Linked DNA regions of Anas platyrhynchos: region 1 is linked to region 2. The links are chromatin contacts, called in public Hi-C maps. All regions are on one chromosome and are shown on one strand. Each heading gives the region's core, a stretch centred on a gene start, on an enhancer-like site or on the middle of the called end of the contact. The rest is flanking DNA. Distances are from core to core; before and after follow the strand shown. Region 1 overlaps RD3 (RD3 regulator of GUCY2D). Region 2 has its middle 13 kb from the start of SLC30A1.

Evidence for each region. A called contact is a pair of places that touch in the nucleus more often than the background predicts.
Region 1: a Hi-C map of subcutaneous adipose tissue shows a contact between it and region 2, with 2.1 times the contacts expected there. The contact joins two enhancer-like sites. A contact is called at or near these places in 4 of 8 Hi-C or Micro-C datasets (liver, skeletal muscle and subcutaneous adipose tissue).

The regions. Positions count from the first base shown.
Region 1 is chr3:25,668,706-25,673,144 of IASCAAS_PekinDuck_T2T, forward strand. RD3 (RD3 regulator of GUCY2D) reads left to right here. Exons shown (of 3, transcript XM_072035565.1): 3 at 2,627-4,439. The coding sequence ends at 2,924. Among named protein-coding and RNA genes, the nearest start is that of RD3, 24 kb to the left of the region's middle. Within about 2 kb of position 2,481, at least 4 of the 8 cell types and tissues checked have an H3K27ac peak or open chromatin away from gene starts, as enhancers often do. A contact at or near this core is called in subcutaneous adipose tissue, where this site is marked.
Region 2 is chr3:25,599,309-25,604,149 of IASCAAS_PekinDuck_T2T, forward strand. No RefSeq gene overlaps it. Among named protein-coding and RNA genes, the nearest start is that of SLC30A1, 13 kb to the right of the region's middle. Within about 2 kb of position 1,268, at least 1 of the 8 cell types and tissues checked has an H3K27ac peak or open chromatin away from gene starts, as enhancers often do. A contact at or near this core is called in subcutaneous adipose tissue, where this site is marked.

The sequences.
Region 1 (4,439 bases), core at 1,231-3,730, 71 kb after region 2:
ATGGCAGTGCTTTCATGCGCTGCGTGCTCTGGGAAAGCGCCCGTCCATGCTGCTGGGAAGTGTCTCTGGTGTGCAAAACCACCTGAACTTCGTACGTGGGCTGTCCCTGACCCAGGCATGCTGGTCAGCGGGCACTAGCAGAGGGACAGAGTTCATCCCTCTGCAGGGGGAGGAAGGGGCCCTTCTGTGTCATGGTGACAGTGGCTTTTCTGAAGGTGACTGGCAGACGGGATTTGGGGTGGCTTTGTTTGGTTTTTAGACTTGCTCAAATCCGTATTAAGCAGCTCGTGTGTCAGTCCTGGAGGGCCCAGAGGGAAATGTTAGCTGCAGAGCATGCTCACAGCGCAGTTCTCACTGCCACAGCTAAGCAGAGCGCAAACAGGCAGATGGCTGAGAAGGTGGGAAGTTGCACTGACTTCAGAGAACTGCTTCAGCTACATCCACCGGTTAGTAGCACCACGGCGTGACAGAGCTCTGTGCTCAGGGGGTGCGCTTTCTGCAGTACCACCCCTTTTTGTTCTTGTTCCCAGAGTTAGGTGCTGCTCCTTGCCGGCACATGCTGCTGTCCGCTCTGGGGCCACAAGCCAGCAGTGTGACAGCCTCCACCACCAGAGGCTCTGCAGAGGCCTTCTGCGTGCAAAACGAAGAGGATGTACTGGTAGATGGATGTAATGTGACAGCAGCACTCTTTAAAATACACACGGAGGTAAAATAATGGGATGACTCATTCAGTTCACCTCTGCAATGAAAGCCCTCTGAGGATGCTTTCCCCAGTATAACAATGATGGTGCGGACGTGAGTTTTGATGGACTCATCTGTCTAAGTGCCTGAGTAGGATAAAGGGAAAGTGTATTTGTTGAGAGAACTGCGTTTGTGGCTCTGTGACAACGCCACTGAAGTGCCTCCTCAGGAGGCAGAAAGGGGGCCTGCAACGTACAGCAAGTCTCTGCCAGCACTGTCGTGGGTAACCCTCAGGATGGGGAGTGATGAGGGCTAGGGCGAGGCAGGTCAGGAACACATCCTGAGCAACTGCGATGGCCAGGGAACGTGGTGGTGACTTTAGCAGGCGATCCTCAGGTCCCGGAAGGGGCTGGTACCTCTGCTGATGCTGCTTCCTCAGCACCGTGCAGTGCTGGTCTCTCCACAGCTGTATACAATGCTGCCAGTACTTGCTGTGAGAGAACCAGCACGGAAATGTCTGGGCTATAGCGTGGTGCTGGGAGAGGTGTCCAACACCAGCCCTCCACAGTGAGGGTCAAAAGGTGTAAACACACAGCGAATCTTTCTGTTACACCTTTGGCTTTCCTTCTGTCCTTGTTACCTTGGGTGTCCCTCGGTACCATTACCCAGTGCAAGTCCCTAGGGCATTGAACTCCCTGGTGTATCCCTTGGGCTGATTGGAAATAAAACCAGAGGCGGGATCTTACTCTATCAGCAGCTGTCTTACTAGGCTTATTTAAACACAGTCTCACTGTTTCCCATCATCATTCAGTTCTGTTAGAGAAAAATACCAGCACGCTTACAGACCTTGCACACTTCAGCTTCCATTAGGTATAAATACCTGCCTTTTGGTGAAGTTCTAGCTTAGCTCTAGTTGCCTATAGATTGTTAAGAAGTGAATGCCAATCAGAAGAGCAGCCTCGTTACCCTTTGTCATTAGCGTACGCTCTGAGAGAAGAGCAGGATATCTGCACAGCCAGTGCGGGAGCCTCGGGAGCTAGGGGCCAGGCGTCCAGAAGGGAACGCTCGCTTCTCGGCCCAGCCAGGGGCTCACTCCAAAACAACTGCCCTGCTCTGCATCTCATCTTCCTCGCCTACAAAAGAAACACTGGGAATTGTTCACTTCCCTCATATTGAGCTTAATGAATGTCCAAAATATGTATATATCTTCTGAGCTCTTTGCTGAGGAGGCACGGGAGTAATGGAGAGCTGTCTAATGAGATCCCGTACTGTGCTGCCAACCCGTGTGTTATCAGCAGAGCCACTGTTATCTTACAGACATCCCCAGGAAGACAAAATGCCATTTCGCCAAAATTTAAATATTGAGAAACAATCAAATGTATAACCAAGAAGTTTTATGGGGTAAGAGTCTGGCTAGTGGCCACTGGGTAATGCTATGGGGAAAGAGAATATGAAACATGGGAAGTCCGCTGGGACCTTCCCTGGTTTCTCCTCAGCTTCTGGTAAGCAGCAGTTCAGGCAGTATTGGAGCACGAATTTGCGTTTGGACAGTCGTGTTTAATCAGCACCGAGGGGGATGTTTTCCACAAACTCGTCTAGTTATTTTGTTCCTTATGCTGCTGATAGCACTGAGCTCTGATTTAAGAGGTGCTGTGTGAAAGGAGCACTTTCCGTTTCAAACGTGGCACCTTCCAGCTTTATTTGTTGCTCCTTATTGCTTCTTGTGCCTGTGAGACAGAGTGATTCACTGCTTCCTTATATTCTCTGGCTTTCTTGTGATCTGGGAGACCTTGAGCACATCTCCATGGCTCCTCCCTGGTGTTGTGCTTGATCCAAGGAGCCCCGTTTGGCGAGAGCATGCAAGTGCCAAGCCTAGCGCTGTGACTTGGCAGCAAGCCCCGATTTGCTGTTTTTAATCAAAGCTGTGCCCTGACTGTGCTCGCAGGTTCCGGCAGCTCATTGCTGAATACGAGCCAGAAGTGCAGGAAGTGTCCCGGCTCTTCCGCTCTGCCCTGCAGGAAGTGGCTGAGAAGATCAAAGAGGAGGAAGAGGCCAAGAAGCTGGCCAGGCAGTGGAACACAAAGAACAAAACCAGCCTCTCCCTAACAACGTTTAAATCCCGGTCCAGGATTTCTCCGTTCATCAGCGACATCAAGACCATCTCTGAAGACGTGGAACGGGGCACCCAGCCCACCAGGAGGGTTTGGAGCATGCCCGAATTTCGGAACACCAAGGATTACTGACTCTGTACTGAACAAGGTTTTTAGACAGCAATCTTTCAAACTCCCGGTTAACCCTTTTTTAGCTCCACCATTTTTCTCTGTTCCAGCTCTCCCTTCCCATCCGTCTCTCCCAGAAGCTGTGACCATAGCAACTGCTGCTGACGCCCGTGGTGTGACAATTTCTGACTAAACACGCTGGCCTTTCCTTTAATTTAGTAGCACTCGGTAACCTTACGGGCAAGGCTCACTTACTGTCTCCTTTTTATTTCTGCTTCCTTGTGGAAAATGAATTAGTTCTGTGCTGTCTCTGCTCCCTCTCCCCACAGCCTGGATGTGGTTCCCTACTGGAGCTGTTGCCCTGAGCTGGTCAGCACTGCGGGCTGGAGCTGTCCTGCTGAAGGCAGGGAGGCTGCTTGCACGAGTAAGGCTTGCAAGATTTTGGGTTTGGGAGAGTAGAACTGAACTTCCTTTCCAGCTAAGAACTCTTCTGAGTGCTGCAGCAGACTTCACAGGTAAAGCCCAGCACTGCTCCTGATCAGCTTTTTGCTGACAATTAGCAATGCAGCCCAAGCAGAAAAAGAGCCAGGCTTTTTGAGAAGGGAGACCAGCTTTATCCACAGCAACTGGTCTGTGCGTGCTCAGGTTCCTTGGCTGTTTGCTCCCTTGTGCAGGCAGAACCCCTGAACCTTGCCCCTGCAGAGCGGACAGAAGCAGAGCACGAGGGGTACCTCGGTGCTGCATCACAAGCTGTCCTTGCCCCTTGGTGTGCCCTGCCCTGCCCCCCAGTAACAAGCCACGGGGCTGAGATTAATGGTTATGGCTAAATCTGAAAGTACTGATATCACCCAGGGGTGAAGGGAATCAGCTCTCATGCAGGGCCCTCCTAGCACAGCTCAGATCACTTCAATACGCTGCTGCTGTGAGCAACTGAAGGGCTGTTCCCTCGGTCTTCTCCTGAGCACTCAGCTGAGAGCTTTCCTGTGTCACAGAGTGAGGTGGTACCGTGACAGAAGCAGCTTTAATGCAAACCCAGTAGCCTGTAGGCCAGCACAGTTCTCCTGAGGCCTTGTGTAAACAAGAAAATGCCTCTGAGGAGAGAGCTTCTGGGGTCCTAGTTCAGCATCCGCAGGGAAAACTCACCAGGAAAGGAAAGAGTGTCACAGAGTGACCTTCGTGGGTCCTGTAGAGAAGCCAAGGACTAGGAGGATGCTTTGTGGTGGCCAACAGGAGATGGGGAAGGAAGGAAGAGAGGAATCTCCCTGCGTGACTGGCTTCTGGGGAGTCATCCCAGTGGGATCCAGCCTCCTGGAGGGCCCTCTAGCTTTGTTGTTCTTTTGCCTGCTTCCAGCTCCTTTCCCCGGGGATCTTTGCGTCAGCACGTGGCTACTACAGCCAAGATAAAATCCTTTGAAGCCATGCCAACTCTAGGAAGAATTCCAGCACATGAAATTTATCCTAGAGTAGAAATGTGCAGTTTCTTTCAGAGATGGGGGAGGGCACCATAAAACAAATCAAGATGAGACCCTTCACAGCTCT
Region 2 (4,841 bases), core at 18-2,517:
CAGAGCTAGGTGCCTATTTAGGTCATCCAGGAAGTTTAGAAAATCCTGCCTGACAAACACAAGTGTAAAAGTCACGGACCAACCTGAGCACTAATTGCCATTTAAAGTCGTTCCTGGCTACTGCTAATCAATCTTTAGTTGCCACTAGGGAAAGATAATATAGACTTTCTGAGACTTGGATGATAACATAAACAAAGCCATCAGGGCAAATGGCAGATCATGACAGATAATGATTTCCTGGGAGGTGAAGCAAATACCTCCTATGGCAATGATCCACGTAATTAGCTTGAACTGGATTGCAAGTACTTTGTGGTTGCAACTAAAAGCAGGAGGAAGCATTAGCATTAAAGAAAATGATATAATCAAGGAAGTATTTGGTTGATTGGAAAAAATAACCTAGTTCTGTAAGAATTATTACAGGCTTACCTTTAGGGCACATTTTGAATTTTTCTCCCCAGGTGAACTGAAAGCTAGGAAAACCTTCTCACCATTAGGTTCGTTTCCAGAGGGACCCGTGTGATCAGAAAACAATTGTGTGATGTGCTCAAAGGGAGCTGTCTGCCCATAAGGCAGGCTTGGGCCTCACCCTCATACATGAGGTCACTTTTCACCTATTTTCCTTCAGTCACCCTCAGCCATGTGATGGGCACAGATCAACAGTGTGGTGAATACAGGCGAGCAGCCAAGAATGTGTTACTCAGTCTCTGCAGAGGATGCAACAAGCAAAGCTCCCTCCTTTAAATTTCCCACTCTTCTTCAAAGCTGAATTCCTGACTCAGGGCTTGATGCCTCAAAAGGAAACTAGAAACATGGGAACTTCACCTCCGTGCAAAGCCATGTCCAATGGACCTCCATTAGCACAAAGCAAAAGGCCGTGGAAGAATTTTTTCTAGTTACTGATCTTAACTAAGGTACTGAAAACAAGACCCTGCATTGCCTAAGTTCAGGGAATTTGTCTGGGCAGAGCCCTGAAAACCTTACTTCAGAAGCTTGGAAGGGAATCTGTGTATGAACAACCGCAGCCTTCACTTGTGCATGTTTTTAACCTCTTTCCCTGTTCATTTTGCTGTCTCACGTTCAGACTAAAGGAATCCACAGCAGACCAGTCTTGTAACTGCTGCTAATTTGCACTTGCTGCTGGCATGGCTGCGGGTGCAAACAAAACAGTTAAGTGTTGGCAAGAAGCGGTGGGTTAATCATGGTCTTGGAAGCCTGGTCCTCCGCTTGTGCTCCAGGGAATGAGCTCAACTGAACAGCAGAGCCCAGCCAAGGAACTCGGCCTTGGGCTCGTGCCAGGCAATAACCATGAGCTTTGTTTTCAAATCTGGCTCTGCAGGAACTTCTTATATAAAACCCTAGAAGCTTGGCTTAAGTTGACCAGCTGTTCTAATGGTCCCTTGCTTTTTTTAAATTTCATTTTTGACGGTTTGGATTCCAGCTGCAAGGCCATTTTCTGGAAGTGAAGTAGCCCTTGCTACAAGGGTCGATTCTAAGCATTATTGCAATGTTTTGCAGCGTTTGCAAGTGGCCTGCCATATCTGCAGTGCCCCAGTCGCATGCAAAACTCCCTGTCTGAAATGGGAACTGTTTCTAAAGGCTCCCTGTGTGCCATACAGGCTCCATGTCCTGCTTACCAAGATGTTTATCCACGTCTTCAGCTTGGGCGAACAGCCAACTTTCTTAAAAAAAAAAATTAAAAAAAATCAGCTTAATAAGGTGGAACTGAAGAAATTCCTATGCCATGGTGAAGTACTTTGAGAACAGCACATGCTGAATAATGCTATTTAGCTGTTCAGAAGTTTGGAGTTAGTGGACATGTAAAGATATCTCGTATGTAACCAATTGGCATTGGTACAAAGTTGGGGAAAAACCGTGTATGTTCTTCAGGGATGTATTTTTATTATCATATAAACGTGTACTGCCAAAGACGCTGCCAGCTTTAGTCCTGATCCAGTATCCCACAGTACCAGGCTGTGAACAAACGTTTTTAGTGGTCCTATAGTAAAATCACCAGTTGTTTCCTTATAGAAATTCAGAAGCATCAAGAAGAGAAACTGAATAAAACCAAATCTTTGCAGTGGTAAGGACAGCTTTCATCATATGCAAACATAGACCTGTCTTCTTTTGACTAGCCAAACACAAAATAATTAGCTTCTTCCCCAGTTTACAGCCTCATTCTTCCTGGTGACTCAGCCCTGGAAGAATGGTAGCTGCTCACTTTTTTAATGCCAGGGCAACTCTTATCAGCCTCAGCAGTGCTGAGAAACAGGAGGTGTATGCAGTGTTAGCATCACCTGCCCCTAACTGCATCTAACGCCTTCAAGACCCCTGGCTACTGCTGAGGTACTTTCCTGCCCCTGATAAATAAAAAAAGTACGAAAAGAGCAACAGACAATTCTCAACCTGACAGTTATTCTAGGGAAACTCATATTTGGGACTTCCATCACCTGTCAGTAAGGTTTTTGTTTACTTTTAAGCACGTTTCTAGTAGGAAAAAAAACATGCTGATGAGTTGTCTTTACACAGCTACTGGGTCATTCATAACTTACCAATGCAGGCTATTAGGTAAACTGGAAATCTCTCTATAGCAACATCCACCCTCCTCATTTTCTTAATTCATTTAATACCAGTCTTTGGGTTGACAGCCCGGTAGCCTGATTTCCTACCTTCACAGGAGGCGAATTCACTCTGAATTAACAGGGTGAGACCGTCACCATATGCACTCTGCTCTGTCTTCTCATCAGGGTTCCTCACACTTGTGTCACTTTTGCTTATTTGTTTTAGAAAGTGGTTACTTCAAAGAAGAGGAAGGATAATTTTAAGTAATTTTATACTGATTACTGAGAAGGTATCAAGTTATGATAATATTTGGTATCCTTTCTCCTCTTTTCATTTTGTTGGAGCTAATCCTCCTTTGGCATGGGAGCAGGAGTGGCTGTTTAAACAGCAGTAGTTTATTTACAGCTCCTGGGGGTTTCATTGTCTTATGTCTGGGGTGGTAGAAACATTAACCCTACATCAGCGGTGTAGGAAGCGAAGGATTTCCATGTAACTCCTTTTGCAAGGTGCATGTTCTACAGGAGAATTCTCATTTATGACCATTTCACAATCTCTTCTTCTTCTATGGGTTTTGGGGAGAATTTTTCACAAAATTGACCAAGAATCATTGGGGCCAAAAAGTCCACTGATCCCTTTAGTTGTTTTAAGGCCATCTCTTTGCAGCATATTCCTTCAGAGGTGTTCTCTTGCATTGAATCTTGTTACCTGGCTGCACGTACAGACTGGGGGATGGGAGGCTGGAGAACTGCACTGCAGAAAGGGAGCTGGGGGTTTTGGTCAATGGCAAGTGGAACATGAGCCAGCTGTGTGCCCTGGCAGCCAAAAGGGCCAACCGTGCCCTGGGGTACTCCAAGCCTGGCACTGCTGGCTGGGGGAAGCACTTGTCCTGCTCTGCTCTGCGCTGCTGCGGCCTCACCTGCAGTGCTGTGTGCAGGTCTGGGCACTACAGCATAAAAAGGACATGAAACTGCTAGAGAGCATCCAAAGGAGGGCCATGAAATTGGTGAAGGGTCTGGAGGGCAGGACACATGATGAGCAGCTGAGGCCCCTTGGTTTGCTCAGCCCTGAGCAGAGCAGGCTGAGGGGAGGCCTCATGGCGGCCTGCAGCTCCCTCACGAGGGGAGCGGAGGGGCAGGCGCTGAGCTCTGCTCTCTGGGGACAGCGACAGGACCCGAAGGAATGGCATGGAGCTGGGCAGGGGAGGGTCGGGCTGGGGGTTAGGGAAAAGGTCTGCACCCAGAGAGTGGTCGGGCACTGGGACAGGCTGCCCAGGGACGTGGTCACAGCACTGAGCTGCCGGAGCTTGGGAAGCATGCGGACAACGCTCTCAGACACGAGGTCTGATTTTTGGGTGGTCCTGTGTAGAGCCTCGAGTTGAACTTGATGATCCTTGTGGGTCCCTTCCAACTCAGGATATTCTATGATTCTATGATTGTTAATGTTTTATTTATCCTCTCCTGCCACATTCCCAACATCTGGATGTGAGTGATTGTTGCTGCTCTTGCCAGAACACACTGGCAGCCAGGGGACAGCCAGACAGCAGGGCTGGATGTACTGGGGAATGAGACAGCTTCCCAATGACCTGAAACCACTGCTGGCTGGATTTCAGAAAGGTACTCCACAGTTTAGGCAGTCATCTTTGATGTGAGATTCTCTGAGTCAGGCTTTAAGGTTACTTCAATGCTCATCTTAAGGCTGAGCCTTTGAGCAGTAACTTCAGAACTTGTCTTTGAGGTTGCACATTTTTCTTCCTCATTCTTCAGAGCATCTGTGAAAGGCATGTGTTTCTTTCCCAAAGAAACCTGTCCTGTCTTTTTGGCAAAATATATCCAACTAAAAACTATCCCACTATCCAGATAAATGCTGAGTATTTCCCTCGCTCCCCAGCTGGCAACTCTTTTAAGTTTTAAGGTCTGGGTGATACCAGATGTGTGAAAGTGTGGGTGCTCACAGCTCTGGCAGACAGCTGCCCCGTATCAGACACTGATGAACCAAGAGGTCTGCAAACCAAGGAGAGTTGCTGAAGTTTACAAAGCTTAGGGGAAGATTATAAGGCTTGTCCTTCGATTGTAAATGCAGGAGGAATCCTGGCCCTAGGGGAATCATTGATTCAGTTCTGGCCTGGGTTGCATATGAAGTCCTGCCTTTTTGATTTAGAATGTTTATTTGTTTCCAGTCCTTCTCCCCCACCAACCCTCACTGCTGCTCTCCCTGGGGATTATTCAGTGGAATAAAGCCACATGAGTTTAACGCCCATCCAGCAAAAACACTTGAGGACAGAC